Regions from separate parts of the Mus musculus genome. Here regions 1, 2, 3, 4, 6 and 7 are each linked to region 5. The links are chromatin contacts, called in public HiChIP or PLAC-seq maps. All regions are on one chromosome and are shown on one strand. The core of a region is the stretch at or near the end of the contact, and the rest is flanking DNA. Distances in the headings are between cores, read along the strand shown.

Region 1 (3,651 bases), core at 150-2,649, 790 kb before region 5:
TTAACGCTGCTTTTTTTTTTTTTTTAATGAATACTGCTTCCTGACTCCTCATGAAATCGAATAACGAAGAGGTTGGGGAGGGAGGAATTTAATGGAGAAGAATCTTAAATTCAGATGCCCTTTTTTTTAAGCCCCCTCTTTTCCAATGTGTTAACCGCGAAAGTTTCCACCTACTCTCCCACAAATGCACCCCCCCAGCGGCTGTTTGTAAGACGATGGATAAATGCATGTTTCTATCTTAATATTTCACAAGCCAGAAATAAAGCAACAGATCTGTCAGCTTCGAGGATGGGAGAAAGCCTCTGTCAAGAGCGCCCAGGCCAGGGCCCACTTTGTCCCCTCCTGGAGGGCTTTTCGAGCCTCGGCAGCCTTTCCAGACTGTGCGCCGCGGCCGCAGCCAACCTACACCCGGCTTCCCCGAATCGAACGCAGTCACTGCAGTGGCTACTGGGGCGCCACCAGGATCTCTCCCCAATCACCTCGGCACTCTCAAGTTACTCACCTCCAGATGGGAGAAGGGGTTCAACCCTCATAATCCCCACCATGGCCAGCAGCGCGGAGCCTGAAACCACCTCCCCGCCACTTAGAACAAAGGTGGCCCTGCCTCACCGCGCTCTGCACGCCTAGTGCGGGATCTCGGACTCCTTGGGCGACACCAATCTTTACCTGAACTCGGGACTCGACCAGGTCCAGGCGCAGCGCCAGCGCCTCGCGCATAAACACGTCCGGGTAGTGGCTCTCATTGAACGCCTTCTCCAGCTCCTCCAGCTGCCAGCCGGTAAAGTTGGTGCGGGTGCGTCTCCGTTTGCAGCCGGGGCTCTCCTTGTCTGGATCCCCCGAGTCTGCGGGCATGCACAGGACGCTGCAAGGCTCAGCCACCTGGCAGATGCTTGTCCCGCTTGCACCCACCTCGGGTGCGGGGTGCACGGAGGAGTGGGTCGCTATTCTCCGACGGCCTGGTGCACCCCACCCCGAGGCCCCCCGTTGTGTTTCCCCGTGTCCCCGCCTCCAGCCTACCTGCAAGCTTGAAGGGCTGGCTTTCGCCGGCCACCCCGCAGGCAGCCGGCAGCAGCGGCGTGGGGTTGACCACCGAGGCGGCGGCTGCAGCGCACGAGCCGCTGAGCAGGCCGTCGATGGAGAAGGGCACCGAGGCCGCGGCAGCGGCGGCGGCGGCCGACTGCAGCTGGTGACCGGCCAGCTCGTACACGTGGTGGTGGCCCAGCGGGTAGGGGAAGCCCACCACGCCGCCCAGCGAGCCCCCGAACTGGGCATGCGGGTGCTCCAGGAGGCGACCGTCCATCATCTCGCGCGCGGGGCTGGCGGGGCGCGGGGGCGCGGACGGCGGCGGGGACAGGGGCCCGGAGCCCTACACATGCTTCGGCCCGCGCTCCGCCGCTTTACTTTATCAACATCAAGCTCTCGATAATTAGCCGCGGCCCGGGGAATTTGGGACCAATAAGAAGCGCTAATCGGCTCTGACGTCAGAGGCGTGCTGGGTGCAAGGAAACGTTTTCCATATCGATTGCTAATTATACCTGACACGCACCTCCATAAACAGTATCAGGAGCTGTCACAACAAGACGGGGTGGGGAGGGAGGGGCACCGCCGCGCTCGGCCGGCCGGGGGCCCCCGGCGAGCCCCCCACTCCTGCTCCCCGCCGCTCCCGCCCCTCGCCTCCTTCTAATAGATTTCCCTTTAAAACATTCGCCGGCGTGTTGTGGGGATTTTTCACCAGAAATGCTGTACTCTCTGAACCTTTAAAGTGATGTTGCTCCAATTACAGAGAGACATTGAGCGGCAAATAGACTGATCCAATAATGGGAGATTCATCATCCGCTCTTTCCGAAACTGTCACATTGAATTTAAAACTACAAGGGCTTCTCTACCAGCGGCCTCTCCCGGGCTGCGGGCTGCCGCGAGCGGCGGAGGGAGGAGGAGGGGGAGGAAGAGAGGAGGAGAGGAAGGGGAGAGAAGTGTCCCGACGAACTGGAAGACCAAGGGGAAGAAAGAGGAGGAAGAACAAGCCCAGGAGGGAGGGGGAGAAAGGAAAGGTTTGGGGGAGGAGGAGTGCAGAAAGAGAAAGGGAGGAAGGAGAGGAAGTGGATGGAGAGGAGGAAAGGATGGAGGGGAGGGGAGAAGAAGAAAGGGAGGAGAATGGAGGAGGAAGGAGAAGAAGTAATGGGGGAGAAAGGAAGGAGAGAGGAGTGGAACCAGAAGCGATGGAAGGACAGAGAGAAGCGAGAAGAGGAGAAGAGAAAGCGGGGAGGATAAAGAGAAGGGAGAATGAAAACGGAGAGTGGAGAGAAGGGGAGGAAGGAGGGGAACAAGGCAGAAAAAGAGAAGAAAGGGAGGGAAGTGGGACTAGATGGACGGAGAGACCAGAATGAAAGGGGGAGGGGAGAAAGGGAGAGGAGAGGAGGGGAAGGGGGGGAGAGAAGAACCTCCAAACAGTGATCCAGCCAAATGCGGCCCCCACCTATAAGGAGTCTAACCCGACGCCCTCCTCCTTGATTGGCAGTTACCCCATCAATATAGACAGGGTGGTGGCAGCTGGGGCACCCTAACCCCACTTAACTCCCACACATATGGGTCCTGGATGCCAGCCCAGAGGAGGAGGGAGCATGGAAGGAGGAAGGACAATGGTAACTTCAGGATAGTGACCAATGGCCCACGCATCCCTTCAAATAAATAAATAAATAAATAAATAAATAAATAAATCTCCCTCTGAGTCAGCTCTGAAGAATGGGTTGGAGGCACTAACCCATCTATTATAATTAAATTATGTTCGCAGTGAGATGCCATTCCCTTCTCCACTGTAAAATATTGATAGTCTCAAAAACTAAATCATTAGGGGACATATCCTTAAATAAGCCGCAAGCACGGACTGTGAGCAGAGGTGGACGCAGCCAGGATGGATGGGGATGGAGGATGGGGATGGGGGATGAGGGATAGGGATGGGGGATGGGGGAGGGGGATGGGGGATGGGGATGGGGGATGGGGATGTATCCTTTGTAAAAGCAAGTTTGTCACTGGAGAGATGGCTTTTTGCTGACTCTAAATTTGTAGGCAAAGTACTCTGACCGCCTGCCCCAGAAGGAAGCCTGATCATCACAACCCCAGGGCACAGTGACAAGTTTGCTTTGGCAAAAGTAAGGCCTAAGCAGGAAGAAATGGGACAGGCCAGAATGGTGTGTGCCATGTCTCTCTCTCTCTCTCTCTCTCTCTCTCTCTCTCTCTCTCTCTCTCTCTCTCTCTCTGTGTGTGTGTGTGTGTGTGTGTGTGTGTGTGCCCTGACCCACTGAGCTGGCAGAGAGGGAACCAGACTGCCCTTGGGGTGGTTCCCCCAACACTCATGTCCGGGCCTGGACCCCAGCCGGACTACAATCGGGCCTCGCTTCTAATCTACAGTGACTGGACTACCAAATTGGACTTAATTACTCCCTCCCTCTGTCTCTGAAGGAGCGGGGAATGTACAGAGTTGGAGACAGGCCTGGAGGTGGGGGGACCCCTCTCCCCGTGACACTAGAAGGGCGCTGCAAGGGTTAATCCCGAGGTCAAGGGCCAAGAGCACTACTTTTCGCTATAATTTAATTTCTTTCGCTATAAATACTACACGTAAACGCTGCCCATCCGGCTCGATTTTGCCCGTGG
Region 2 (3,796 bases), core at 950-3,449, 980 kb before region 5:
GGGGACTCTAGAAAGGCAGGCTCTATGAGGTGCTGGTGGTGACATGATTAGTGGCCCCAGGGGACTGTCACGAATACTGTCCTCAAGCTCCCGAGGTGGCAGGAGCTAAGGGTGGGGAGTCTGAAGAGGCTGGTCACATGATGACCCTGGAGCTGACATTAGAACTCAGACCCTGGCATGGCCCTCCCTCCGTTTGCACACCCTTTCTCCCCACGTCTTGGCAGTTACCTTCCTTACCAGCTTTTCCGGTTCTTGTAATTGCTGCCCAGAGGGTCAGGAAAACCTGGTTCCGGGACCAGGCTCTAGCTGAATGGGGTGTGATACTGCACTTTGTCCTCCTGGCGAGAACCCTCGGGCAGGTCAGCTGCTTCCACTGGGCAAGGGTTGGGGCTATAATCCCAGGGGCAGTCTTGTGCCCTCCAGAGTTGGGATGAGGATCTTGCTGCCCACCTACCAGCCCCACACCTGCTGCCTGTACCCAGGTGCCTCCTTGATGCCAGCCCACAGCTTGGGCACGGAAAACCTGTTTTCACTCCTGGTAGAGACGGCACCTGGCTCCAAGCCAGATGCCATTTTGGGGAAAACACCTACCTTCCTAAAGATCCTGCCTAGACAAGCTCTGGGGCCCAGCTGGGAAGGGCCGGTTCACACTGTTGCTGTCATAGTCCGGTCCATCTGATGACATATAGATTCCTGAGGGTGCGGAGAAACAAAGCTGGGCAGAGGTGGCGCACACCTTTAATTCCAGCACTTGAGGAAGAAGCAGGTGGTTCTCTGTGAGTTCGAGGCCAGCCTGGTCTACAGAGTGAGTTCCAGGATAGCCAGGGCTACACAGAGAAATTCTGTCTCAGAAACAAAACAAAACAACAAAAGAACATTCAGGGCAGCCCCTGGCTCTAACTGAGGACCTGGGAGAGGTACTTTCCTTAATCACCCCTGGCATCCTCAGAGACTTGAAAGAGGCTAAGAGTCTCCTGTCTCAAGACCCCTGGAGCGTGCCCCCTCAGCCTTCCTTTCCTCCTCTGTGAATGTAGAGCGGTTATTCTGGCTGGCTTGGCACCCTTGAGGGTGAAGGGAAAGCAGACAGTATTTTAAAGTTTGAGACAGGGTCTCAGGTCGCCCATGTCAGCCTTGCACCCCATATGTATCCTGGGATAAGCTTGGATTTCTGATCTTCCAGCTTCTCCCCGCTGAGGGCTGGGATTCCAGGTGTGTGCCATCACGACCAGTATCTGTCTGATGGGAAAGCACACTACTCAGCAAGGTCCACCCCAGCTTCCAACCAGACAGCTTTGTAGACCCTGAAAAGGGACACTCCTCAGAGGTTGCATCTACCCTAGCCTCTGTTTTCCCATTTGTCAACAGGCTGCCAACTCTAGAGGCTGAGGCAGGAGGATGAGTTAGGCAGACTAGGCAGCTTGGCCTCAACTTTAAAAAATAAAATAAAATAAAAGAACGCTGTTGCGGGTTTGGACTGGAGAGATGGGTCAGTCGTTAAGAGCATTTGCTGCTCTTCCAGAAGTCCTGGGGTTTAGTTTCCAGCACCCACATGGCAGCACAACCCGCTCCAACTCCGATTCTAGAAGAGCAGGGGCCTTCTTCAGGTCTCCCGGGCTACCAGACACACAAGGGGTGCAGATACACTTTCAGACCAAAGCCCATATGCATAAGATAGAATTAAAAGTAAGAAAGAAAACCGTAGCTGGGAGTGTAGCTCAGCTGGTGGTATGCTTGCCTGGCATGCAGGAAGCCTCAGGGTCCATACCCAGCACTGCACAAACCAGGCATGGTGTGGGGCACAAGCCTGTAATCCGAGAGCAGTAAAGGAGGTGGAGGCTGGGGAATCTGAAACACAAGGTCATCTTTGCTTTTATAATAAGCTAGAGGCCAATGCGAGCTACATTGGTCCCGGTCTCAAGGAAAACAAAAAAAGAAAACCCCGACGCCTCTGCTGGGAGTTATGGCTAAAGGCCAAGGCGGGAGCCAACGCCCAGAGTACCGGGCCCCTATTCTTCAAGTCCCAGGAAAGAGGGGGCGTGGTCTTATGTGGGCGTGCCCTTTGTGGGGCGTGGGTGTGGCCTGACCAAACTGGGGCGGTGCGGCCGGAACAAGGAGCCTGTGTGGAGCTTGGAGCTGGTGAGCCAGGCCTTCAAGAGGCGTGATCTTGTGGGGGCGGGTCTGAAGAGGCGGGGCCTCTAGGGGGCGGGGCCGGCGGCCTCGCAGGCGTCAAGAGTGTGTGGGGCGCCGGTCTCCCGGTGTTCTCTTCTTCCAGCCCGGCTGGTGGTCGGCGGGTCCGGGCCTCCTGCGCGTCTCGGGCCCAAGAGGGGCCTGTAGCCAGCTCCTCGAGCCGCCAGCCCGTCCTGCCGCCCATATGGCCGCCATAAAGGCCCTGCAAGAATGGTGCCGGCAGCAGTGCGAGGGCTACCGGGACGTGAGCATCACCAACATGACCACCTCGTTCCGCGATGGCCTGGCCTTCTGCGCTATCTTGCACCGACACCGGCCTGACCTTATGTGAGTGCTCTTTAACCCCTCTGTCGGGCTCTGATGTGCCGCTGCAAACGGGAAACTGAGGCCACGCCTGCCTTGGGATCCGGGTCGGAGGTTTCAGACACACCCCTCTCAGATGGGCCACCCGGGGTAGAGCAGAGACCTGCAGGTACAGCCTATTTGGTGGTCTCCAAGGCTGTGGCAGTCAAGTAGCCTCTGTGCAGGCCACCAAGTGCAGCTGGGCCAGGGGCCAGGACATGGGCTGTCCAGCCGGCTTAGTCAGTGGTGACTCAGGGCAGCGTCCGCCTTCCCCGAGCTCCCTGAGAAAGGGCAAAGGAACAGCTCCTGGGGGTCTGAGGTCTGGCCCCAAGATCAGGGCCATTTGAGGCTTCTAGTGGGATTACTGCCCCTCCTCTAATTTGTCTAGGCATCTTTGGGAAAGCAATCAAAGAGGGAAGCGCAAGCCTTTTAGCACCTTAGAATGACAGGAGACAATGGAGTCTGGGCCATCATCCTTGGAAGTTGTAGGAGAGGACAGGGATTGGGTCTAAAGCCTTCTATAGAAGAAGAGTCTTGGCATAGGAAGTTGGGAAGCAAGCCAGCTCTGTCTTGTTGAAGGACCTTGGCCCACAACTCAAACTGTTCTATCAGTTATTCACTTAGCAAACACTTAGGCAGACTCTGTTACAGGGACCTAAGTTAGTCTGGTGACCAGAGTCCTGAAATGGGACAAGATCACCTACAGCCCATGCCCTTCAGAGGAAAGCATTCTCCTGTACATGGTACATAAATGCAGAGTTGGCTGGTCTGGGAGTGTTTCCCAGGGAGGTCTTAGGGCTGAGTGAGGCTCCAGGCAGCACCTGTGGAGCCCACCTCAGCCAGCCTTCTTGCTGTGCAGATGGGGAAACTGAGGCTCCGAAAAGGAAAAACAAACAAATATTGTTCGTGTTACACAATGTGTCAGGAAGAGCCAGGCCTGGTGCTATCAGACTCCCTTGTGCCAAGCTTTGCTCTGCTCAGGAAGCCGGAATCTTGAGCAAGAAGTAGGCTTCTGCCCTGTGGTTATGAATTCCCCACCCCAACCCCCGAGCTGCTTGGGAGGGCCCCATGGCATGAGCCTCAGTCACTCTCAGGGAGATGGATGGTGTGAGCTCAGTGGGGCATCAGTCATGTGGAAACCAGGAAGCTGAGCTTCGATGGATGCTGGGCCAAGGATGTAGACCTTGGAAAATGGACTTGGGATGAGAACGTGGGTAGTCAGGTTTCTTCCGGTGGTGCAGGGGGAGTCTGGATGATGATGCAGAGT
Region 3 (3,592 bases), core at 1,082-3,581, 730 kb before region 5:
AAAGCAACACTGTCAGGGTCAAGGCTCCTCCATCTTGTTCCTGTTGTAGCCATCTAAGGTCTGGCTCAGCGCTGACCTCTGCTTACACTCCCTCTTAGGGGAAAGTCCCTTTGAGAATTATCCAACCCTGTCTTGGGGACATGAGGTCAAGATACCCTGGCTAACTGCTGCTTTTTTGCTTCTGCTAAACTGCTTGCTTGCTCTTCTTACCTCTGCAAGTTCCAACCACATATTGTTTTTACCTTTAAGCTTCCTGAAGAGAGCAACTGGGGCTGCTCTGTAAGAACTCTTTCTCTTCAGGCAGTCACTGGCCAGCTTAATAAAGACTCTCAAATTCCAACTCTGGTTTTGTCAAATGGTTCTGGGGGTGGGGGGCTGTCTTTGGCCAACCATGACCAAAAGCAACTCTTACACTTCAGGGAACAGTCTATCATTGAGGCAGTCACAGAAGGAACTCAAACAGGGAAAGAATCTGGAGGCAGTAACTGAAGCAGAAGCTGTGGAGGACCACTACATACTAGCTTGCTCCTCCTCCTCCTCCTTTTTTTTTTTGAGATGGTCTTTCTACGTAGCCCTGGATGTCCTGGAACTTGCTATGTAATGTTGGCTAGGGGGCTGGAGAGATGGCTCAGGGGTTAAGAGCACTGACTATTATTATTATTTTTTCTTTTGGTTCTTTTGAGACAGGGTCTCTGTATAGCCCTGGCTGTCCTGGAGCTCACTTTGTAGACCAGGCTAGCCTCGAACTCAGTAATCCGCCTGCCTCTGCCTCCCGAGTGCTGGTATTAAAGGCGTGCGCTACCACGCCCGGCCGGCACTGACTATTCTTCCAGAGGTCCTGAGTTCAATTCCCAGCAACTGCATGGTGGCTCACAGCCATCTGTAGTGGGATCCGATGCACTCCTCTGATATGTATCTGAAGACAACTACAGTGTACTCATGTAAATAAATCTTTTTTAAAAAACAAAGCAAAAAGTAATGTTGGCCAAGCTGGACAAGAACTAGGAGAGCCACCTGCCTCTGCTTCCCACATGCTGCGATTATAGGTGTACACATCCAACTGGCCTGATTTTTACTTTCTTATAGCACCTAGGATAATCAGCCTAGGGGTGGTACTACTCGCAAGGAGCTCAGCCCTTCCATATTAATGACTAACTTAAAAGTACTTCCTAGGCCAATCTTATAGAGGTTATTTCCTGAACTGTGGTCTCCTCTTCTCAGTTTATGTCAGATTGAGAAATAAATAAATAATTAATTAAAAACATAAATAATCAGGACAGAGCAGTAGTATTCTGGGTCTATTAGCCTAGCCCACAGATCTTTGGTATTCTCGAGCTTGGGTCAGCAACACTTGAACATCTTTCTTTCTTTTTTTTTTTTTTTTTTGGTTTTTTTCGAGACAGGGTTTCTCTGTGTAGCCCTGGCTGTCCTGGAACTCACTTTGTAGACCAGGCTGGCCTCAAACTCAGAAATCCGCCTGCCTCTGCCTCCCGAGTGCTGGGATTAAAGGCATGCGCCACCACCGCCCGGCTTGAACATCTTTCTTTCTTTCTTTCTTCTTCTTCTTTTTTTTCTTTTTTTTTTTTTAAGATTTATTTATTTATTTATTTATTTAAAGTACACTGTAGCTGTCCTCAGACACTCCAGAAGACGGAGTCAGATCTCATTACGGATGGTTGTGAGCCACCATGTGGTTGCTGGGATTTGAACTCCTGACCTTCGGAAGAGCAGTCGGGTGCTCTTACCCACCGAGCCATCTCACCAGCCCTGAACATCTTTCTTAAATCACATGCATAGTCCGTGCTCCAGCAACTCTGGTAACAGAGATACAGGCATTTTGGGTATCATCTTGTAATTCTTCTGTAGACTGGACCTCACTTTTCCAAGGCATGTTTGTTCAGATGACCTGTCCCTGGCGTTCTGCCTCCCCGAGTCCTGGGATCCTTACAGCTTCACAAATGGGCCATCAATCTGTGCATACCGCGATCCCAGCCCTCAGGGAACTCCTACTGAGACACAGGATTCTCACGTCCGGCCGGGTCCTGTCTCAGGCTCTCAGGTACAGGCAAGCCTGTCACCTCACCCAGAGCTGCCTCACCACGACTCAGCCTAAGCTAGAGATGTTGCCTGACTGTTCTAGAAAATAGGCGGGGGGATAGGGAGGGACGAAAAGGCCGTAGAACTGCTGGATTGGTGACATGTAAGTGACGTCATCACGGCGCCCAGCCCTCTGGGGGTCATAACACGAAGGAATTGGCTGGCCTTCGATGACATTTTGGGCGCGCTGGCGGGCCGACTCTAGATGTTAGGGGATTGGTTGGTGTTGGTGTGGCGTCATCAGAGCGCGCCGGGAACGCCCAGGATGTATGACTCTGGATCTGTCGGCTGGGGATAAATGGCCCAGGCTGCTGCAGGGGCAATGCTACGCTTTCCGGCCTTGAGAGAAGTCGGGCGCTTCGCGGCGATTGGAGCTGCAGTTTCTACTGCGGTGTCACCGGGATAACCACAAAGGGCACCGCTTGTCTGTCTCCGCCTCTGACTACCCGTGAGTGCCAGGTACCGGTGTGGTTGCGGGCCGCTGGGGCCCGGGGAGCTGGTGAACTAGGGGCTGGCGTCTCCGCGCTGTGATTTCTCGTGGCCTGGCCATCAAGGAGTTACTGTCTCAGCACAGTGACATCTCACATCCCCAGGTCAACTGCCCTGAGCCATTGTCGCGGCAGCCAGGCATAGTGGTTGTTGCAGGCCTGTAGTCTCAGCGCTGGGGAGTTGAGTTATTAGATCACAAGCTCCAGGCTAACCTGAGCTAAGTAGTGAGACACACTTTCATGAAACAGTCTACTAGCAGGGCATGGTGGCTCGTGCCTTTAATCCCTGCACTCCAGAGGCAGAGACAGGCGGATCTCCGAGTTGATAGCCAAAGTGATCTACAAAACGGGTTAAGGGACAGCCAGCACTACAAAATAGCGTCTGTCCTAGGCCCCCGGCCCCCTGTTTAAAAAAGGGGGGGGGGAGAAAAGAAACAGTCGGTGGTCATTTGGTAATACGTCACGTGCTGCTTGCTTTGAACAAAAACATTTCATAATGCGGATTCTGTTGTGCACGACTTAAAAGGTTTCCTCCCCGACAGGAATGAGATCCACCCTAACCACTAAATGCAGTAGGAAAGGAAGGGGGAAGGGTGGGAAGTGAATTGGCTTAGAGGTGTTAGAGGTGACGTTTGAGGAAGTGACACTGTAGACTGGTCCTTGACAAGTCAAATAGATGTCTTCTGAAGCCTGAGAGTTCTCAACAAGGAGTAGATAAGAAGTTCCCAGCAGAGAAAGTAATAGAAAGATGTGAAAAGCTCTTTGGGGACTTGACCTGTGGAAAGTGCAAGAGTTTCGAGTCATTTGATAGGTGACAGGACTTGGAGGAGACTTTGCTTCAAGCCTGGTCTCCGGGATGCCAGCCTCTCTGCTTGTCTGTTTCTTGTGGTTAATTAAAGTGCCGCTTGCCTTGATCGGCCCTGGCCTGATGTCATTATGGCGTGTGCACAAAGTAAAACTGAAGGCATGAGGGAGGGAGAGGCAAGGGACAGCCTACTCTGGGGAGC
Region 4 (3,603 bases), core at 581-3,080, 670 kb after region 5:
AAAGATCACTGCCCAGCAACCAAATCTCACCAAAGAAAAAAAAAACAAATGACTTCTGACAAGAAAAGACTCCAGACTCCAGGCTGCAAGCATGGTTTATTTCAAAGGATGTTTTCTCAAAATCCAGTCTTCCTTCTATTGCACAGTCTTGCAAGTTTAAATAAATGATCCTCTACTCCCCTCTTCAACAGAGACATAAAATGCTTTATAATATGAAAAACTTAGTCTTAAAAGATACCTAGTGGTCTAGTATTGTGTGCCTGTAGTCCCAGCACTCTAGAGGCAGTGGCTAGATTTTCAGCCAGAACTAGAGAGACCCCTCCCCGCCCCCCCCTTTTTTTAATCTATCTAAAGAATATCAACACCACCACAGAATGAAAAGCTAAGATTTAAAACTTAGTACACTGGCCTGGTTGTATCTAAATATAGTATAATGCACTTGAAATTTTTCCTGTTTCCTTCATGGAGACATGAAGTAGAGGATCAACAAAAGAAAATAGCATTCAGCCGCAGGCATTTCTGTAAGTTAACAAAGATGATCCTGAATAAAATAACAAGTAAGAATCTTGTGTGGTAATTGAAAGAGGACACAAACCTGAAAGAAAAAAAACATCTGGATAATTCTTCACTACAGTTTCCTTATAATAAAGGTATTTTCCCACATTTGGCCAGCTTTTCTAGTAACTTCACTTGATGTGGTTACAATGAATTCTTCATAATTCCAACAAGTATTTATTGACTGCTTTCAATCCGCCTAGCACTGCCCTGTACAATAAATGCTTTCTTTGGTCCCAGGCCATGGAACAGCCACTCTCTATAATCAATGTGTGTGTGTGCTGTGTGTGTGTAGGGAGGGGAAGGAAGGGGGAACTTCAAACTAAATGAGCTGCCTTTTTTTTTTTTTAAATTACAATTACATTTACCAACTCCACTCATTTCAAGTTTGAAGAACCTTTTTGAGCAAAGGTAGTTAATTTTATGGATAATAAAACTGACAGTTGGCAAATGTCTAATCTCATCTAAGGTCATTAAGCTGATCAATCTCCTACTGGCCCAGTGTGGTTTCTCCCAGATACCCTTCACGTCTCACTCATTGCAATCAAGCAAGGTGAACTAACACTCCACTAATCTCCCAGATAGCACAGTTAAACAGGCTTAAACCAGCAAGAGGTCTTGAAGCATTGCATAAAGCTGACAGCCGGCTGTTAATTTCTACTAGATCTTTTAACCACCGTCAAGCCGCCAGCGCTTTCGCTCAGCGTTGGGAGATGGAAAGACAGAAAAGCAAGTGATCCGGAAATGTTTTCGGAACCTCAAACCTGTACAGAGCTCAAGGTCTTCCGCGTCGTTTATCTCAAGATTCTCAAGGACCCAAGACGCCCGGAGAAGTAAACGACAGCAATAAAACGAAAACCACACAAAACACTTTCCCCTGCAACCACAGCAAATGGCGACAGGAGGGGGGGAGGGGGAGAAGAATCCAGACACGGGGATCACGTCCATTTGTGATCTTGTCCTCAGAAATGTTATACAAGGATGATGACATGAAAGAGCTCCCCACTGACCCCAGAGATTCGAGCACCGCCGGGACCCCGCAGGGCTCCTTTCCAAGTCCCCCCGGGTGGTCACACGGTCCACCCTCGCAGCCCGCCCGTCCTCCGAGAGTCCGCCATGAGACTCACCGTGAGTCTCCGGAGCGGCCTGGGGACGCCGGGCGACCAAGCACAGCTTGCTCTGGGTTCAACCCGACCGAAGGGCACTGCACACCGACATAGGCCCTCCCAATACCTCGCCACAGGCACAATGAGTCACAAAGACCGGAAGTAGGTCAGCACCTCATCTTCCGGGATCGAGTTGAGCTTCCGGGTCTCCTCTAGGAACACGGGAGGACTTTGCATCTCGGTTTCTGAATTTCTTGTTCCGAGTCTCCCTACCCAACACCCCCCCCCCCCCAGCCCTGATTGCCTGTCTTCAATTCCAGAGGTGACAGATAGAGATAAAGTGATCCTGTTTAGGGTGTTCAGGTTTTTTTTTTTTCCTGATGTAGTATTTTTCAGCTCTATATTTGTTACTTTCTTCCCCATCTTTTCCATCTTGGGCAGTTATCAATAATAGTAATTGTATGCCTGTGGCAGAGAAGCTGAAGCAAGGGTGTAGATGGAGTTAGATCAAAGCCAAGCCAGGGGTGTCTGGTTTCACAGATCAGCCCTGGTGAGGTTTGCCAGTTGAGTGCATGGTGTTTCCAGATATGTGGCCCGAGGATAAAAGACTATCTTTCAGTAAACAAGCTACTTACACTGGTTCTGTAGAATATGCTATTATAGCACTTTAAAAGGATCTTTCAGAGGAATTACAGACGCTCAACAATTACTGCCTTTATCTCTTTGCCTTGTGGGCAATACAGAAATGAGGCTCCACCTTATAGAAGGCTCTATATCAAAGGCAAGTCCACAAGGAAGAGACCATACAGCATGGGGGAGATAACTTTATAAAACAATACTCCAAAATTAAAAAGCAATTGAAGTATTGTTCCTTTTTTATTAATTGATTATTAATTAATTCACTTTACATCCCAATATCAGCCCCCCTTCTCCCAGTGATAGGTTATTTCTCCGCCAGTGAAACGAGCCCATTCAGGCTAGATTATATTATAATAAAGGCAGGTTTATTGGGAAGCTGCTCTTGGTAGAGTTCACTGGCCCCAAGGATTGAGGCAGGAGAGTTGCAATGGGAGGGGAGGCAGAAAGAGAAAGGGCTTACATGCAGAGAAAGAAGAGAAGGAGAAGGAGGAGAGCAAAATGTTTGGATTATAAAGGGAAGAGTCTCTGGGGAAGGGCAGCCCAAGCCCTGGGATGGAAAGTTCAAGGCTGGGGGCAGGGTATACCAGGTAGGATCTGAGGGATGCTGGGAGAACCTGAAGACCAGGTCTGTTTTGATATGTAAAATATTCATCTCAGTCCCCTCTTCTGGGGTCCAAAACCAAACACCCAAAACCGCCTTAGGCAAGTCATCCTCCAATTCCACCTTCCCCTATTTGCAGTATTGTTAAAGGAAACAAGGAGCCAGCCATTCACTTGGAGAAGTAGGAGAAACCTTTATTCATGCATGGACTACAAAGCACGCTTGTGCTTTGAAGGGTTCAGTCCCCTTGGCAGTTTCTTACAGCTTTTTGTAGGTCAGGTAGTGGGGTTGTCATCCATGTCTTTGTGACAATCTTAGAGTGGACTCTGATCCCCTTAATCATTAAAGGGAATTTAGTTAGGCACGTTTACAGGAACAAATAGCTAGCTAGGTAGATAATAATACACAAACACTTGGCAGGTAGCAATAAAATATACAAGCATTTGCAAATAACAACACATTTTGGCTGGTAAAAGATGTTTATCTTAGCAAACATAAATGGTATCTGCAACATGACCTTTGTCTGCTGTGACAAAATTTCTTTCAGACAGCTTCTGGCAAGTGTTTGTTTTTCCCAGATAAGAAGTAAGGGGTTTTTTGTTTTTTGTTTTTTAATAAGCAAACAAACTCCTCTAAGTAAAAGTTTAGCTCACATACAGCTTTTAGGCTAAGGTTTTTGTTTGTTTGGTTTTCCAGACAAAG
Region 5 (3,875 bases), core at 1,287-3,786:
AACATACCTTAAGGCCTATAATTCCTATTTACCCTCTAGAGACTCCACAGACAATCCTAACTACCACTAGCCTAGACCCAGAGTGTCAGCGCTATCCCAACACCTCTGTCCTGGGGTCACCAAAAGTGCCCCCACAACAGTGATGTCAGCTGGGAGTGTGTGAGAAGTGACTGTCCGTTCTTCCTGCGACCAGACGGCCTGGAAGTCACAGGCACACCCAGTCAGCCAGAAACCTCCCCAGCTTTCTGCCTTTGTTCCAAAGAACAGGGGCAGGAATGATGCACAGGCCTAAATCTGATTTTAACGAGTGCAGCCATAAGGTGGGGAGGACAGGATGATGGAGCCAATCACTCTAGCTCTGCTTTCTCTGGCCATGAGCTTGTTTGAATGAAGAACAGACCCTCTGGGAGTCTGCGAGGCTGGAGGGGAAGAGGGGCTGCTTTAGCTCTGCTTCACTGGCAGGTGAGGATCCTTCAACTCCAGTCTGTCTACACTAGAATCGAAAGGAGGGCTAGAGCCTTCCGAGATGCCACACCCTCTCCACTCTTTCAGCGGGCCGTTGCTTGATGGTTTCTGGCCAGCGAAGTCCAGAAGGAACCAAAAAGCTCGCATGGGCAGGCACAAGGCACAGGGCCTGGTCCTATTCCAGGGAGAGAAAGGATTTCTGAGGTTGTTTTGGACTGGTGACTCTCTCTCTGCTGCCCGGGGACCTTTGCAGGTTATTTGCTCTAGCCAGCTGGTGGTTAATATTTCACTCTGTTGGGCTTATTTGGATCTGTGCAGCTGTGGGGGTGGGGGTGGGCACAAAGCTCGGAAGACAACTCCAGGATGGTTTACCTTCCTCCAGGCAGGGTGGCCACAAAGGAAGGCCTCCACACTGCCAACAGCACTCCTCAGCCGCTTTTGTCCCCGTGACTGCATTTAAAAGACTTATTAGGTACATTCAGGCCTTCTGGAGACGTCCACCCTGAACAGCTCACCCCATCGCTCTCAGAGCCAGAAGCCCAACCCCTCCCAGGGGAAGGCTGCTCCCACTCTCCCTGGCTGGCTCTCCAACATATTCATTCATCTGCTTCCTCAGCCATCGCCAGGGCTGGCCAGCATGCTTCCTTGTAGGTGGAGCACTGGGCTCTCCTGGCTTCTGGTGGGCCGCCAGCTTCCCACACCAGGGCACTGGGAGCTTCCCAAACCGTTCTCCCTAGAATCATTGTGAAGACAAAGGCAAGAGGCACATCTGCCCCGCCCACCAGGGATCCCTACCAGCCTCTTCTAAGGGTCCCCCAAAGGTACACAAAATGCCTGGCGTGTGAAATAGCTTTCTAGTGGGGTGTCTTTATTCCCGAAGGGTCGGACGCGCTAGCCCCACCCCAAACCTCCTCTTCTCTGCTCACCAGTCAGGATTCTCTGCTGCCTTGGGGTTAAACCTGATGTCGCTGTTCACATTAAACAGGACGTCGTCCTCTGTCAGAGGAGGCACAGCCCCCTGGTAGAGAGGGTGCTCAAACAACTTGGCTAAGAGCGATCCGTCCCCGCTGGGGCCAGGGGGCGGTACCCGCGGTCGGGGCCCCGGGTCTCGAAGCAGCGGCCGATGCGCTGGGTCACGGGGTGGCGGGGAACGGGGCTCCTGACCCCGCGGAGCGTGATCCACCGGCTCTGCTGCAGAAGGCAGCTTCTCCAAGGAGTGGGAGGTTAGGTTAGAGGCTGGATCTGAGCTGAAGTCTTGCAGGATGCGCAGTGTGTGTTTGTTGGGCCAGCCTGCGTCGCCACCGGCGGACTCCCCCGGTCTGCTCCTTGCCTGGGCCCAGCCTGGACCAGCTGCCTCTGCTGCCGGCTGAGCGCAGGAGCAACCGGGCTCCCCGGAGGATCGCGTGGCGCGTCGGTCCAGCTTGGGTAGCAGGTCAACAGCAATGTGCAAAGCGCAAGCCAGTAGGAATACTACCAGGATGAGCACGCGAAACCTGCGCACCAGTATCATCTTCATGGCCGCGCAGGCCAGCGGGCTGGGGGGTTCGGGACGCGCGCTCCACCGGTGCCCCTCAGCTTGGCACCAAGCCCGCAACGACCCGCGGGTCAAGGTCCATTCAGTGTACTAGCAGCTAGCAGCTCGGGGGCTGTCCCCAGACTTGGACGTCGTGAAGGACAACCGCCACCAAAGCACCAGCTCTCCAGGCCATTTCGGGGGGCGGCCAGCGGCCCTCGTCGGTGGAGCGGGTGGCAGTGGTGACAGGGAACGCAGGGGCGTACGAGGGTCTCCGGGACGGCGACCACACTCAGCGGGCGTGTAAGCAGAAGGCGCGGCTGTTCATCCCGTCCAAGGCGCGACAGATCCGATCCAGAGCGCGGTGCTCCCGCTGGGCCATGCCGGGTCCTGGGCAGGCGACAAAGCGGCTCCTCTGTTCTGTCAGGCTGAGGCTGGGAGACCGGGCTGGAGAGACAGAGGCGAGAAGGGGAGCGCGAGGGGGCGCGCAGGGAGAGGCGACGATCTGGCAGGTGCAGCAGGCCGACCCGGAGCGCAGCGCCCGCACCGCCTAGCTCCAGGCGCCCCGCGCCCGGCCCGCTGATATCCGAGCGCGCCGGAGCCGCCCCCCGCGTCAGCGCCCGCAGATTGGCGGAGCCGTGGCCCCGCGAGGCCCGGCCGGCCCGGCGCTAGCCCGCGCTCCCCTCTCTCCTCCCCCTTGGCCGCGCCCCGCGGTGTCGCCGCGCCTCCTCCGCGCTGAGCCGGGAGCCAGAGAGGCCCGGCTGGGAACCCGCAGGCAGCGGTGGCTTCGGCCCTGTGCGCGCGGCTCTCGGCCTGGTAGCCTGCGTCCCTGAAGCTCCACGCGCCGCCAGTTGCAGCCGCACAGCTCCTCCCCGGCGAGTGGAGGCCAGAAAACAGGCCAAGTCCCTCCCCGAAGCCCGCGGGGCGTCTGCGCGGCCGGACAAGCTCCTCTCCGGGCGGTGTCCTGGCACCTCGGGTACCCGCAGCCCACTAGGTGGAGGACGAAGAGACGACGTTGCCACGCGGCGGAGAGAACGGCGGAGGAGCGCGTTGGGCCCCCGATCCGATGGGACTCCAGAAGCTCGGCAAGGCTGCCGGGCCCACCCCACCCCAGGGGACACGCCTGCGCCTTAACCCTGGCGGCGCCGCGCGGAGCCTGGCTGAGTGGCGCGGATGCGCGGGCGGTGGGCGGGGCGCGTCTCGCTGCCTGCCCTCTGGGATGCTAAATCGGGGTGCACAGTAAAAAGAGATCTGCTTTCACCACGTGGCTTCATTTGTGGCCACAGGGCTTCTGGATCCCCAACCCCTAGTAGGAAGTAGGAATCTCTGGGAATTTCTGCTAAAATTCTGGGAAGGTAAGCGTGAGAGGGTCAGCCACAGATCCACAAGCTGAGCAGACCTCAGGGCTTCAAGCACCTGCAGATTTCCACAGCAGCCCAAGCCAACTGCTGTGTAAGGGACTGAGGGGCGGAGTCTGTGCTCTACGGAGCCCCTCTTTGTCATGCTCTCTTGGCTGTGCTCCCCGGCCCTGGAATGCTCTCAGCTCGAGTTCTCTATGAATCAAGTGCACAACTCATGTTCTTTCTGAAGATTCAGCGACAAGTCTGTGTTAGTTGACGTTCAGTAGACACCCACTAGCTGCTTGTTAGGGACGAAGAGAGTCGCAGCCAGCTAGCTGGTCAGCAAAGGTGCCTCCTAGGCCTTTAGAAAGGAAGAGAGGGTGGAGTTCCACACTCCTGTAACAGGAGCTGATGCCTGTGTTGGGCAGCATAGTGGAAACCCAAGAGTGCAGTGGGTGGGGTCTTAATAGAGGTGCACTCCCCAAGAAGGTATGGCTTACATCATGAAAACTGAGGCATTCTGCATTCATCCGGCCCTCCCACTCACACAGACAATG
Region 6 (3,748 bases), core at 758-3,257, 630 kb before region 5:
TCTGCTCACAGTTTACTTGTTAACTTGGATTCTTTCCCTGACTAACACAGTTTGAGGCCTGTAGCCTCAACTACAGACACAACACCAGGAGGAGGTAGTGGGAAATAAGCAACAACAACAACAAAAATAGATAAATAGAGGCGTCCTCAGAACAAGGAGCAAACTCAGAACAGATAGTCTCCGTTTCAGTCACCGGGTAGGCGTGCACCCCCATCTGGGCTCCTGATAACCTCAGCTTTTAAAAAAACCTGGGTGTGGCTTCACCTGCAGGGAAGTGCTCAAAGCCACAGATCTTATCATGGCTCTGGTGGTTATTTTTACTCATCTTGTCACATTTGCTCCCATCACAACAATGCTCTGCTGGGTTTACAGCGCTCCTAATTCAGATGGGGAAACTCCTGTATGAAAGGGTCCCCAGAGTGGACATTGGGGTGCACAGGTCACTCTGCGTCTCTGCTGAAAAGTCAACCACGTCTCTCTGCAGACCGAGTCCTCTCTGCCTTTTGAAGCCTCTGTGGTGCTTGGAGTCCTGGGCCACCAGGGCCTTTGAGAGCTCAGAGACACATGTGACCCAGTGCTGGCCAGCCAGACTTGTAGGTTGAACTGTCCGGCTGCTGGGTCAGGACAGCTCGAGCCACAGGGAAGCTGAGAGGCTGCAGGCAGGAGCAAGTAACTAGGGCAGGTTAAGGAAAACAGGAGCCTCACTTGTGAGCACAGATCTCACTCCCCCAAGGGCTTGGCTTCATGTCTCAGTATGTTTGGGTCATTAAAGGAGGGGATTATGCTAGGACATTGTGGGGTAAGGAAGGAGAGAATGCCCAGGGAGCTGCAAGAGTCTCCTCCAGTCTGTGAACCACACAGGCATCCCCTCCCAACTACTCAGCCTACACATTCTGACCTAAATCCCCATGCATCCCCACATTAGGTTTAGCTGGATGTGTCGCAGCTTTCTTCATGAGCCCATTCAAGAGTCACGGGGAGCCGGGCGTGGTGGCGCACGCCTTTAATCCCAGCACTCAGGAGGCAGAGGCAGGCGGATTTCTGAGTTCGAGGCCAGCCTGGTCTACAAAGTGAGTTCCAGGACAGGGCTACACAGAGAAACCCTGTCTCGAAAAACCAAAAAAAAAAAAAAAAAAAAAAAGAGTCACGGGGACACTGATACACTGTACCCTGGGAGCAACCAGAGGTTCTAGTTTGGAAATCTGGACCTTGTGGTTGTTCTTCAAAGACTTACATGGCAGGTTAGGATAATGTGACTGTACCCTTAGTGTAATTATTAATAGTGTTTCCTTGCACTCACAGAGATAGTGCCTGGTCCCCTATGGGTGGAGTGGCCTCAGGACACGTCCAGAGGCGTTTCAATAGGATTAACTTATAGTTCTTTCAAGCTAGCTTAACCCCAGGTTATCAGTGCCTCTGATACATGGAGGTGGACATAGATGTCAGGTTGCTGGATCAGGACGAGAATAGGAATGCAGCTCGCAAGAACATAATCACAGACCGGGGCGCGCTAAATTGGCAGGTGCTGTTCTGGACAGCGGGTACTAAGTTAGTCCTAGTCAGCAAGCCTGAGGACCGAAGAAACTGTATCCCTTCACTTGGGGTTCTAGTTGCTGGTACTGCCTCCCGTGCCCGATGAATGTTCAGGGCCGATGGCGCAAGTTCCGCTATCTCTACGCACGGGTTCCAAATGTCCTGACGCTCTTAACCAACAGAAGGGACGAAGATGGTAACCGTAGCGTCCTAGGAGAGCCCGTCCGCCTCCTCGGGCAGCAAACCCACCGCCCGCCGCGGGTTCAGGACCACACTCCCTGTCCCTGGCGTCCACCCAGCGCAGCCTGGCGCGGTCTCCTCCCGCCTGGAACAGAGCATTAGGGGCTCCCCTCCCCGGGCCCCACTCACCGCTCGCTGGGCGGCGGCCCGCGCACCGGCCGCGGGCGGGCAGCTGGGCTTGCAGGAGGCAGCGGAGCTCACGGCGCGCACGCCGTGGGGGCTGTGTACACACGTGACCCCGTCCCGCCCCCGGGGGCTGCTCGCGTGGTCCCGCCCCCGCCCGCCGAGCAACGCCGTCAGGCCCTGCCCTCTCTCCCGACCCACAGCTCGGTGGCTCCGCCCTTTTCTTGGAACCGGTGCTTAGTTCCCGCAGGCTCCGCCCCCAGTCCGAACGGACAATCCCCTTGGCCAGCCACGGCCGGCCGCCTTAATGCTGGAGGGCGGCGCACCTGCCCCCATTAAAGTTTGTAATTTCCCCGACCTGTGCTTCCCCGGTCCTAGAGGCGTCTAAGTGGAGCTGTCCGGAGAAAACAGCTCCGACCCACTGTGTAGCTGCTGTCCAACATGAAAGTGGGAATGGTGCCATTTAGAGTATTTGCCTAACAGTCAGGAAGCCCGGCGTTTAGTCCTCAACACCACATAAGCCAGGGGTAGTGGTGCGTGCATACATGTAGTCCCAACACTCAGGAGATAGAGCAGGGAGGATCAGAAGTTCAAGGCTGTCCCTGGCTACATAGTCACCTGAAGGGTATCCTGGGATACATGAGATCTTAAAAAACAAAGAGTAACAACAACAAAATACACACACACACACAGATAGCCTAACTGGGCATGATGGTGCCCATCTATAATCTCAGCACTCAAGAGGCAGAGCAAGGACTGCCATAAATCCAAGGCTGTTGTAGCTTACATAGCAAATTCTGGGCCAACTGGGGTTGCAAAGTAAGACTGTCAAAAGTGGGGGGAGGGTCCTGGAGTTGTTGGCCCAATTGCAAGCAGGAGGACCTATGTTTGATCCCTCAGAACCCATGTCAGAAAGGTTGAGTGTGGTAGCATGTGCTTGTAGTGCTAGGGAGGTGGCAGGCGCTGGGGCCCTTTGGGCCAGCCTATCTAACTTTCACATTTCAGGCCACCAACCACCCCCACCCCCAAAAAGCCAACCCTGTCTTATAAAAAACAAGGTGGACAGCACCTGAGGAATGATGGCCAAGGTGGACCTCTGGGCTCCATAGGCACATAATCTAAAATGAAAGTAAACCATAAATAATTGACCCTCAGGATTCCTGGTGAGACTCTGAAGTGTCAGGGTTCCTGGGCCTTCCAGAGGGTTCCTGTGAGGTTTCACTCACAACTGGGGAGTGCTGCTGGTGAACCGAGCACCCTCCTAGTGCAAGGCCCCACTGGCTGCCTGCTCTGCACCACCCGAAGCACAGCACAGATGTTCAGAGTAAGAGGGCCCAGCCGCCGACTCGGCTGCGGGCGGTCCTCCCATTGAGCAGGCATGTCCCCGAGCTAGACATCTTGGACATGGTAGGGTGTGTGAATTGCTGTCTGACCTCGTGCTCTGAGGTTGATATTTGAAAAATCCCACAGAGCTGGCCTCCCTCGTGCTGCAGGGAGGGCTCCTAAGGGTCAGGCATGGCCCCTGCTCGGGCCGTGTACTCAGTGGTCACGAGTCTCAGCTCACACAGCAGCCCAGTGCCCTGCCGAGGCCAAGCGCCATGGAAACGCCCGGAACTTCCCTTCCCGGGCCACATTCTTGGGACTTGGCAGGTCTTCCTGGCTGTTCTGGAGTGGCAGTTGATAAGATCAGCTGCATTCCACAAGGGCACTTCGAAATGCTGGGCAGGAACCAGAGAGCAGCCCTGTTTCCCCGAGCCGTTGCATTTGTCTTTCGTGGGCTTGGGGTGGTGGTGGGGTTACATCTGTCCTCACCAGTTCCCCATGTTCTCCACTTTCTCTCGTGCATTTGAGC
Region 7 (3,543 bases), core at 618-3,117, 640 kb after region 5:
TTGGTTTCTGAAAATTCCTTAAATAGTCATAAAATCAAAAAGTATGTGGGTAGAAAAACAGGCCTAATTTAACACTTTCATAGAAAAAAAAAAAAAACTTTAAAAAGGCTACCTAAAGCAGGGTGTGGTATGTACACCTTAATCCCAGCACATGGAAGGTAGAGGCAGGAGGATCTCTGAGTTAGAAGCCAGCATAGTCAACAGAGTTCCAGGACAGACAGGGCAACACAAAGAAACCCTGTTTTGAAAAATAACAAAAAAGCAAAACCAAAGCTATCTAAAGGTTGTTTTGTTTTGTTTTTAAAGATTCATGTATTATTTTATGTCTAAGAGTACACTGTTGCTGTTTTCAGACACACCAGAAGAGGGCATAAGATCACATTACAAATGGCCATGAGCCACCAAGTGGTTGCTGGGATTTGAACTCAGGACCTCTGGAAGAGCAGCCAGTAGTGCTCTTAACCACTGAGCCATCTCTCCAGCCCCTATCTAAAGGTTTAACTCAACTGACAAGATGGCTCAGTGGGTAACAAATGCAACCGACCTGCTGCCTGTTTTGAGACTGGTGTCCATGTAATGGAAGGGAAGCAGTCAACTATGCCAACTATCCTTTGACTCACACACACACACACACACACAGAGTAAAAAAATAAAAACCTAACTCTCGAAGTCTAGCAGCAGGCTTTTGGTCACTTCCCAATTTTTCCCTCCTTTATGCGAATTCTACAGTTTATAAGTCCCCCCCCCACACACACACACTCCCTTAATCAGCCTCAAATTCATTCTGTGCAAGACGAAGTGTAAACAAATCAAACTATCACAGATTGCATCAAATGAACAGCAATTATTACCTTGTAGTAGATAATGCCCTTAAGACACTCTGCACTTGGAAACTCCAAGCTGAAGTCGTGGTGGTGCATACCTGTAATTACAGCACTGAAGAGAACAGAGACAGGAGGATCACCAATTATACACCAGTGTAGGCCATACAGTAAGACCCCGTCTCAAACCGAGCAAACTAATTTTCAAAAAGCTTCCAGGCAGGCCAATAATTCTGAAGAGCATAACTACTGGGCAGATCTAGTAGCTCAGAGTGAGCCAAATTCTGCATCATTTCAATAGCCCTGAACCAATACTCAGTCTCTCTTCAGAAGCCTTCCACCACTTGAAAAACAATTTTCCTGTATTGATTTTGTTGTTGTTGTTCACAATTCTTTAAGTGTCCCCTTTCAACAGATTTCCAACTATGTCAGCCACCAAATAAATCAATCACCTTTCTATCCTATACGCGTTTTACAAACGATCGTCTAAAAATCTTTCCAGACTTGAGCAAATCCTTGTCCAGTGCGCACAAAGCCCACCGGGACCAATTCCCCGCCTGGACTGGACAAGACTCAAGACTGAGGAGATTCGGGTTTTCAGAGGTTTCTACACTTGGGCTTATTCTTAACAATTAGTTCTGAGTTTAGATCTCAGGGCTCTTGCTGGGGAAGAAAGAGGGCAGTTTCCGTCAGGTAACAGACAATAACGGAGAGACTAGAAATGCGATTCCGGAAGCAAAAGAATCAGGGTTTTGTTCCAGGGAGCCCTCGGGGGTGGAAAAGCCTTTCCTTAGAGCGGGCGCCGACGACGGCTGGGCGGGGCGCTCCTCCTCAATCTCCCAGAACCACCATGGAGGAACTCCCCGAACCAGAACCACAGTCGCTAAACCCGTCCCACCCTCTCGAAATCTTTTGGCCAACGCTCCCCGACCGCTAGGCTAACCTGGGACTCGCAGGCTCACCGTGACTCAGAACCGCTTTGGAGTCTGGAATCCTCACAGCGGCTGAACGACAGCACCACCGGAAGCGCGTCAGAGCCCCGCCCCTCTGGAGGGGGAGCAGCCGCCCCTCTAGGAATCCGAGCGTTGTCGGTATCCTGTTTCACCGGAGGCTGCGACTGTCCTGGTTGTGATCTGTTTCTCCCCCTATTTCTTTTTTTATTCTCATTCTCTCTTCCTACCCCCTCCCTTTTCTTTCTTTCGTTCATTCTTTTTTTGAGGGTGGGTGGTTTTTGGAGGGTTATGCGGCCCTGGCTGCCCTGAAACTCACTCAATAGACCAGGCTGGCCTCGAACTCAGGGATTTACTTGCCTCTGCCTCTCGAGTGCTGGGATTAAAAGCATGAGCCACCACTGCCTTGTTTTTGAGACAAACATGTCATTAGCCCTAGCTAGCCTGGAACTCTATGTATACCAGGCTGACCTCGAACTCTATAAACGATCCACTTGCCTCTAGATCAGTGAGTGAGTAAAGAGCTCATGCGTGAGGACCTACATTTGGATTTCCAGCACCACATAAAAAGACTATGGTACATCACATGCCTGTAATCCGAGTGCTGGGAGGACCCCTGCAGTCTGTTGTCTGGGCAGCCTAGCTCCAGATCAGTGACACCTTGTCTCAAAAACAAGGTAGAGAAGCAATTGAAGAAGACAGCTAACATTAACCTCTGGCCTTCACATGTTTGCAAACACACTGTGTACATGAGCACTGTAACAGTTAGGGTTCTCTAGAGTCACAGAACTAAGGGAATGTCTGTCTATACTGAGTGAATTTATTGTGATAACTTACAGTCTGTACCCCAGCAATGGTCCAAGAATCTAGTAGTTGCTCAGTCCCACGAAGCTAGGTGTTCCAGCTGGTCGTCTGTAGAAGTAGATTCCAACAGATGTGCTGGCAAGTAAGTGCAAGCAGCCGAAGAAGAGGGACTCTTCCTTCTTCCAATGTCCTTAAGCAAATCTCTAGCAGAAGGTGTGGCCCAGATTAAGTGTGTACCACCATGCCTGGCTCTTAGAACTCAGAGATCTCTTTGCCTTAGTTTCCTGGGCCTAAGTTTTTCTTTTTTGTTGTTCTTGTTTTGTTTTGTTTTTGTTTGTTTGTTTGTTTTTTGTTTTTTCAAGACAGAGTTTTTCTGTGTATCCCTGGCTGTCCTGGAACTCACTCTGTAGACCAGGCTGGCCTCGAACTAAGAAATCCACCTGCCTCTGCCTCCCAAGTGCTGGGATTAAAGGCATGAGCCACCATGCCCGGCATGGACCTAAGTTTCTCATGGCCACTATGCCTCAAGATCTCCATGCCAAGATCCAGGTCAGAATCTTCTTCCAGCCTCAAGATCTGGATCACAGGTGGATTGTAGTTCATTCCAGATAGAGTCAAGTTGACAACCAGGAATAGCCATTACAATCAAAAACACAGAGAACAATCTGCCTGAGTTCTTGTTTATGTATGAAGAAAGCAGTGTCTTGGCAGATCAGATCCAGTGTGTACTAGAGTGTAAATTGATAGCAAAGCTGAGACAAGATTTTGATTCTCTATTTGTGTATGCTTGTTCTACCACTATAGATTTTTCTTTCTGTGCTGGGGGAGGGGGGTAGAACCCAATGCCTTATGCAAGCTAGCACTTCTCTCCATCATCAAGTTATTTACCTAGCTCTGAAGACATTATATATATTAATAATTAGAGCTAGGTATGCCAGTACACAATCGTAGCCCCAGCACTTCCGAGT

What was found. HiChIP or PLAC-seq counts read pairs in DNA pulled down with a chosen protein or histone mark.
Region 1: a contact with region 5 is called in an H3K27ac HiChIP or PLAC-seq map of embryonic stem cells, with 5 times the contacts expected there. The contact joins the promoter of Uncx here to the promoter of Fam20c in region 5. A contact is called at or near these places in 4 of 484 Hi-C or Micro-C datasets (all in embryonic stem cells), 3 of 115 datasets of contacts at active chromatin or transcription factors (embryonic stem cells and pancreatic cancer cells) and 1 of 9 other capture datasets (embryonic stem cells).
Region 2: a FOXA1 HiChIP or PLAC-seq map of pancreatic cancer cells shows a contact between it and region 5. The contact joins the promoter of Micall2 here to the promoter of Fam20c in region 5. A contact is called at or near these places in 2 of 115 datasets of contacts at active chromatin or transcription factors (bone marrow-derived macrophages and pancreatic cancer cells).
Region 3: a contact with region 5 is called in an HNF4G HiChIP or PLAC-seq map of pancreatic cancer cells. The contact joins the promoter of Zfand2a here to the promoter of Fam20c in region 5. A contact is called at or near these places in 1 of 39 promoter capture datasets (embryonic stem cells) and 2 of 115 datasets of contacts at active chromatin or transcription factors (microglia and pancreatic cancer cells).
Region 4: a contact with region 5 is called in an H3K4me3 HiChIP or PLAC-seq map of bone marrow-derived macrophages, with 2.0 times the contacts expected there. The contact joins the promoter of Zkscan1 here to the promoter of Fam20c in region 5. A contact is called at or near these places in 2 of 115 datasets of contacts at active chromatin or transcription factors (astrocytes and bone marrow-derived macrophages).
Region 6: a contact with region 5 is called in an H3K4me3 HiChIP or PLAC-seq map of bone marrow-derived macrophages, with 2.6 times the contacts expected there. The contact joins the promoter of Gpr146 here to the promoter of Fam20c in region 5. A contact is called at or near these places in 2 of 115 datasets of contacts at active chromatin or transcription factors (bone marrow-derived macrophages and pancreatic cancer cells).
Region 7: a contact with region 5 is called in an H3K27ac HiChIP or PLAC-seq map of bone marrow-derived dendritic cells, with 5 times the contacts expected there. The contact joins the promoter of Zscan21 here to the promoter of Fam20c in region 5. A contact is called at or near these places in 1 of 39 promoter capture datasets (hippocampal neurons), 2 of 115 datasets of contacts at active chromatin or transcription factors (bone marrow-derived dendritic cells and bone marrow-derived macrophages) and 1 of 9 other capture datasets (macrophages).

What each region holds. Positions count from the first base shown.
Region 1 is chr5:139,541,646-139,545,296 of GRCm38.p6, reverse strand. It overlaps Uncx (UNC homeobox), which reads right to left and starts at 1,399. Exons shown (of 3, transcript NM_013702.3): 1 at 1,018-1,399; 2 at 667-842. The coding sequence starts at 1,303.
Region 2 is chr5:139,734,736-139,738,531 of GRCm38.p6, reverse strand. It overlaps Micall2 (MICAL-like 2), which reads left to right and starts at 2,199. Exons shown (of 17, transcript NM_174850.3): 1 at 2,199-2,514. The coding sequence starts at 2,372.
Region 3 is chr5:139,483,230-139,486,821 of GRCm38.p6, reverse strand. Zfand2a (zinc finger, AN1-type domain 2A) reads left to right here and starts at 2,331. Exons shown (of 7, transcript NM_001159908.1): 1 at 2,331-2,545.
Region 4 is chr5:138,083,311-138,086,913 of GRCm38.p6, reverse strand. It overlaps Zkscan1 (zinc finger with KRAB and SCAN domains 1), which reads right to left and starts at 1,830. Exons shown (of 6, transcript NM_133906.4): 1 at 1,683-1,830.
Region 5 is chr5:138,753,742-138,757,616 of GRCm38.p6, reverse strand. It overlaps Fam20c (family with sequence similarity 20, member C), which reads right to left and starts at 2,536. Exons shown (of 10, transcript NM_030565.6): 1 at 1,392-2,536. The coding sequence starts at 1,981.
Region 6 is chr5:139,378,898-139,382,645 of GRCm38.p6, reverse strand. It overlaps Gpr146 (G protein-coupled receptor 146), which reads right to left and starts at 2,007. Exons shown (of 2, transcript NM_030258.5): 1 at 1,903-2,007. All of the region lies in intron 2 of 3110082I17Rik (RIKEN cDNA 3110082I17 gene), which reads left to right.
Region 7 is chr5:138,115,229-138,118,771 of GRCm38.p6, reverse strand. It overlaps Zscan21 (zinc finger and SCAN domain containing 21), which reads right to left and starts at 1,867. Exons shown (of 5, transcript NM_011757.3): 1 at 1,765-1,867; 2 at 852-936.